Linked DNA regions of Triticum aestivum: region 1 is linked to region 2. A link is a contact called in public Hi-C data. All regions are on one chromosome and are shown on one strand. The core of a region is the stretch at or near the end of the contact, and the rest is flanking DNA. Distances in the headings are between cores, read along the strand shown. Region 1 has its middle 17 kb from the start of LOC123159577. Region 2 holds the start of LOC123163108 (1-aminocyclopropane-1-carboxylate oxidase 1).

The links. Hi-C and Micro-C count contacts between places; a contact is called where the count stands out from the background.
Region 1: a contact with region 2 is called in a Hi-C map of leaf, with 3 times the contacts expected there. The contact joins the enhancer-like site here to the promoter of LOC123163108 in region 2. A contact is called at or near these places in 2 of 5 Hi-C or Micro-C datasets (leaf and an unstated tissue).

The regions. Positions count from the first base shown.
Region 1 is chr7B:489,336,142-489,339,218 of IWGSC CS RefSeq v2.1, reverse strand. No RefSeq gene overlaps it. Among protein-coding and RNA genes, the nearest start is that of LOC123159577, 17 kb to the right of the region's middle. Within about 2 kb of position 1,533, at least 1 of the 8 cell types and tissues checked has an H3K27ac peak or open chromatin away from gene starts, as enhancers often do. A contact at or near this core is called in leaf, where this site is marked.
Region 2 is chr7B:489,286,460-489,289,422 of IWGSC CS RefSeq v2.1, reverse strand. LOC123163108 (1-aminocyclopropane-1-carboxylate oxidase 1) reads right to left here and starts at 1,273. Exons shown (of 3, transcript XM_044580869.1): 1 at 1,141-1,273; 2 at 829-1,043; 3 at 139-703. The coding sequence starts at 1,242. The coding sequence ends at 139.

The sequences.
Region 1 (3,077 bases), core at 284-2,783, 50 kb before region 2:
TATAAACCAAGATAAAAGGTAAGCAAAAACGTGAAAAACAGAAGAAGAAAAATTCCTTTGTAAATGCTATCGCCACAGGCAGTTCATGTAGCCTCACAATAGCACGTCTCATGCGCTAGGTGGGATGGCTAGCAACAGCTGATTCTACTGAGGCGATCAGTGTTTGAACCCTCTTCCATTTTCTGTTGTGTTCCACTGGCTATGCCTTGCGAGCCAGCCCAAAAGCAGGCGGCCTCTAGCTTACTAGGCCGGTCTAGTATTATACTCCATCCGTCCGAAATATTTGTCCAAAAAATGGGTAAAATGAATATATCCAAAACTAAAATACGTTTAGATACATCCATACCTTCGACAAATAGAACACGTACTTTTATCAGTATGCTATCTTCGGGTTTTGTTTGCAGCATATTTTGGTTTTTATTTTTTTTTAACCGTGTCTATATTATACATCAGGGACAATTTTTTGCGCTTCCTATCATTTATCAAATATATGATTAATGATATTTGAAAATTTTCTATTTTTCATACACATTGTATATTTTTATATGCATATAAAAAATGACACACTTTATATTTATTTAAAGGACTGGAGTAACTTCCGACTGATCGCCAGGTCGCTACAGATCCGAACGCTTCATTTGTACCTTTCTATAATCACACTACTAATTCCTCTTTTCTTTACTAGCTAATCACGTCCCTGAGGGAATCGCATGAAGCTTGTTGATCCTATGTGCATGTAAATTAAAAGATAAAACAGATCATGTAAGCAAAATATTCTTTCTATTTTAAAATTTTAAGATATTTTGTAGCTTAAACCGTCGCTTCTATTTGAAATATATTTTAATATAAAAAATCGTCGTGACAAGATCTTCAAAATTATAACCCATGTTGATATGTTTCGACGACTTCTGTTTCAGGTCAATAGATACCATGTCTGGACTACGTAAACTATCACATCTACAACTTGTAACTTATCATTGTGGTTACACTGAAATTACCACAGTATGTTTGAACTACTTTATTTTTTCCTGGCTCCTCCTCAGCCGGCCGGCGCCTCCTGCCTCTGGTGATCCGTGAGACCGTCTCAACCTTCCGTCCTACACCGATACGTATTCAGGTAATTTTCTCATGTTCGTATACGTATTGACTTGCGATGATGCTATGTCCTCATCGCTTTCACCCATAAATCATTGACTGATTATATTGTCACTTTTCCAATATTTCAGACGTTTATCTTGTCACGCAGCCGCCGTCATGTTTTGGGTTGGTATTCTCCGCTCGCAACCCAGCAATGACGTCCAAGTTTCAGTTGAACACGGAATTTGACAGATAAGATCACAATAACTTTTGCACATCGCTGTCACAAATCAAAAGCTTGAGTGTGAGGTTGCATCTCCTCCAAAAATGGATAAGGAGAAGAAGAATGCCCTTAAATGTTTTCACTAGAAAAGAAGAGAGTCCATAAGTGCCAAGGTGACAGGCTCTGCCCTCTACACCGGCTTGTCGTGCTATTCGACCGTACTAGAATAGAATAACAGAACTATTGAGAATTTATGAACGAGGAAGCATGCTTCTGTGCAGCCGTCTTATCCCCCTTGACGGGTCCTCAGCTGCTGAAATGGATTTGTTATCATTGACCTGATAGATAGAGATACCAGTCACTGGCCCTACGGTTTTCTTTGACAGCTCTGAGATGGGCCACCGTTAGCAGTATGGGAGGCTTGTAATGTATAGTAGTTGCTGAAGTGTCTGCCTCATCCATCAAAACAGTTTTGTACCCCTCCGTTCGAAATTACTTGTCTCGGAAATGTATGTATCTAGAACTAAAATACATTTAGATATATCTAGATAGCCCTGTTGCGCAATAAGTATCTAGGCCAAAAAGCGTTGTCCCAGGCGTATTGGAAACTTGGTGAGTCACATTTTTGGTCTGGTCTGATGGCGGTAAAGAAACATCTATTTTGCTTTGGATCATTCGCGATAAAGGACGGCTCTGAGATACGTTTTTGGGAGGATAGGTGGCTAGAAAACACCACTCTTTAGGAACAGTATCTGGCCTTGTACCGAATTGTACGCGATAAGAATGATACTCTTGCGCACGTGCTCAGCTCCTCCCCGCCGAATGTATCATTTAGGAGGGATTTGATTGGCCTCCGCCTTGCGTCATGGCAACATCTTCTATCCCGTTTGGATTCGGTTAACTTGACACAAAGGAGGGATGTGTTTCGCTGGAATCTCACTACATCTGGGTCCTACACAGTTGACTCTATGTACCGTGCACTCTCGCACTCAGAGGCTCCATTGAATAATAATAAACTAATATGGAAATCAAAGATGCCACTAAAAAATAAGATTTTCATGTGGTATCTTCGGAGAGGAGTTGTGCTAACAAAAGACAACCTCGCTCGACGCAACTGGCAAAGAAGTAAGAAGTGTAGTTTTTGTACTCATGACGAGACAATTAAACACCTCTTCTTTCAATGCAAGTTCGCACGTTTTATATGGTCAGTCATCCAAATAGCGTCCAATTTATATCCACCAACAAGTGTTGCCAATGTATATGGTCACTGGCTCGATGAAATACCAAATACTTTTAGTACGCTAATACGGGTGGGAGCGTCTGCCTTATTATGGTCGCTTTGGCTATGTAGAAACGATTGTGTTTTTAATGGCAAAACCTCTTCTTCTATGCAGGTTATTTACCGTTGTACGCACTGGCTTCGTATGTGGTCTACGCTACAGCGAACGGAGTATCAATCGCTGTTCAAGGCGGTGTGTATGCGGTTGGAGCGGGTGGCCAGGGAGGTTTTTACCCAACATGGGTGACAACATAATCTCTGGATCGGTCCACCTCCCCCGTCGATATTGGCATAGTTTTGGACTCATATGACTTTACTGTTGCCAACTTGTTGTTTTTTTTAATACATATTTTGCTAGACTCTTCGTTAAGGCTGTGTACATCTTAGCTATGCAGAGGCCGGGTGTCACTCATTATATTTTGTATCCACTTGATGCTGCATTATGAGTTAATAAAAACGTCATTTATCAAAAAAAAAGTAATTCCGAATAGAGGGAGT
Region 2 (2,963 bases), core at 24-2,523:
AAAGCAAATATACAGGTAAATCGAGCAGTTATTCCTCTACGAAAAATAAGACTGACAACACAAATACACAATACATAGTTCTTAGGAGTTCCACTTGTCTTGCTCAGAGCTGGTACATAAAGTAGCTTTTGACTCAAGTCATTTGAATACCATCTTTGTAGTTTGGAACCTTGATACCTTGTCTGTGAACTTGGTAGCGGAATAGAAATTAAGGTAGTCTTGGAAACGGTATTGGCTAGGATATGTGAGATTTGGAGCTGGGAAGATTATAGCATCGGCACCTGGGTTATAGAATGTCGCAATAGATAGGCGGCTCCCATTCTGATTGGGAAGTACCTGATGGCAAATGCTCTTATATATTCCATTGCTTATCACTTCAATCTGATCTCCGAGGTTTACGAAAATTCTATTTCCTTTTGTTGGTGGTATTGAGATCCACCTACCATCTTTCATGAACTGCAAACCTGGGACCAAGTCATCTTGAAATAGAAGTATGATCCCCCCAGCATCAGTGTGTCCACGGAGTCCCATCACTACTTCTGGGTGACTACACCTGGGGTATTTTGCCACCTTTATGCCTATGGAAGGCTTAGTGAAAGCTTTCTTCAGGTAATCCTTGTCCAGCCCAAGATTTTCACTCATGACTTCTGCTAGCTGCTCGGCCAACTTGACTACTTCTTCAGCATATTCAGGAACTGTAGTACTGCACAGTTGATTAGTTTGTATTAGTACACTTACAAACTTCACAACCTCTAATTTCCTGATTTACTAGGCATCTGAACTGCGGTTTATGGTGATATACTACTATAATTTAGATTGCAAACTCACCGAAGCAGCTCCGGAATGTCATGAATATTTGATTTTGGCTGATGATGATACATGAAGCTGCACTCCCAGTCAACATTTGAGGTGACTTTGTCAGGACCAACGGTTTTTGCTATCTCAGAGCTGTAGAAGTTCTTCTCCATGTTTTGCTCATAGTGTTTATTCACCAGTTCCTTGGTTCTGTCCATGAGGTCATCATTGATTCCATGATTCTCCAGCTGGCATAAAGTTATGGTGCATAACAAATGACAACAGTGAGAAGGTAGAGTGTAAATGTATTTCATCAATATAATGATCTTATATTTCCTTACTTACCCAAAAGAATCCCCATTGTGCACAGGCATCATGGAGAAGCGAAAGTGTCTCTGATCTCTTCTCGCCATGTAGCTCATCCATCTTTATCACTGGAATTTCCATTTCCTGAAACACTGAGTATGGATTTCTAGCAAAATGGGCTAACCTTCTCAAGTTGATCTGCTACAGCTACAGAAAACTAGGTATTTATAATGGCCGAGACACGAATGCTGGGAAATACTTTTTCCTGGATTTCAGAACATGATGTGGTTTGAAAATGAAAGAAAGCTTGTTTTCTCATGATGCACATGTAAAATCATGTCCAGGTACATTTCACTACATGATGTGGTTCGAAATTGCCATGTGATGTAGCCAGTATAACTGCATAACTTGTCTAGCATCCTTCAGAACTAATCATCATGGTGGTTGACTTATGAGCTACACATGGTGCCTATTCGCCCATCCTGTTTTACTTGCATATAAAAGTGAATGGTGGTGGCAGCCATCTTAGTTAGATTACAAATTACCTTCATTGGATCAGCCCCGCCGCCCTGAATCGTGGTGATGATGTTACCGCGGCACAGATCAGGGAGGAGTAAAATCTCAGTTTGGAGATCTTTCAGGTCAGACTAATCATGACTGTTGGTCTGACTTTCTGATTCAATGCATGAAGGCCTGTATGCAGAGTCAACCACAGAATAACTTAAATTCATCCTTGATCAATTCGTTGCAGTTTCGTACGCCGATGTGAGCCTAGATTTTCTCAGGGATTTGCTAGATCGTGTTTGCAATTTTCTAAAACTGCACTTGTCAGTTTTCTGTGGAAGCAGCTCCCCTGACGTACGGCACATGCCGTTGGGGGCACTGACATGTGGGCCTGATCCCTGATGGGCCCACCTATCAGTGGCCGAACGGTACCCTGCCGCACGGCAGAGAATCCTCGTCGTTTTCTGTAGATTACTATTGAGCCACCTCTGGGAATACAAGATGATGTTTAATCCCCAGCCCTTAATGGTTAGCTGAATTCTGCCTCTCGCCTCACTAATACTCCCTCCGTTCCATAATTATTGTCGTGGTTTTAGTTCCTTCATTTCTCGAAGCATCTGCTGTGTCTTTAAGACCGACGATCAATCACCTCAAATATAAGATGCATCTGATATCTGAACACCGTTACATTTTTTTTTATTCCTGTTGAAGGGTTGAGACTCATGTGCTTGACTAAAGCCAATAGATGCTCTGTTGGTGCATGCTTATTTGCTGAAGGGCTCTTAACTTGTTTTCATTTCAGCTAACCGAAATTCCATTTCTTGGAACTGAGTGTAAAGTTAGTGTGTCACCGATATCTAGTTGAAAGTTGAGCTACTGTTTTCCTTAATAAGACGCCCTTTGGTTGTCTTTTCTTTAGAAAAATATAAATATTTACATGTAATGTAACCACACTAATTTTACACCGATTCCAAGGGTGAAACTTTTTTTCTTTACTTTTTTGCTTGCCCCTCATGCGCTTTGCCCTTTAGGCCATAATGAGTTCGACTGGGTGTGTGTGTGGTCCTCCAACGTCCATTCCACCCTGATGGGTGATGGCTCTGATGAAAGAAGTCGATATAACCCTCTAGGGTTTTAGAAACCGGCATCCAGCCTCAAACAGTAAAACAGTTAATTAACCTCTAAAATTTATAGTACAGGCAAATCACCCCCTAATCCCAATTAAGGGTTTATTTGGTTGCCTAGGTTCCTCGGATCCCTTGCTTTTTCTGGGACCGAAACCCACGTGCAAACTCAAAACCCTCTCTTTGGATGTTCTAATCCACAGGACGTGCCAGCAAGCGAGGGAGCAGAGTTTC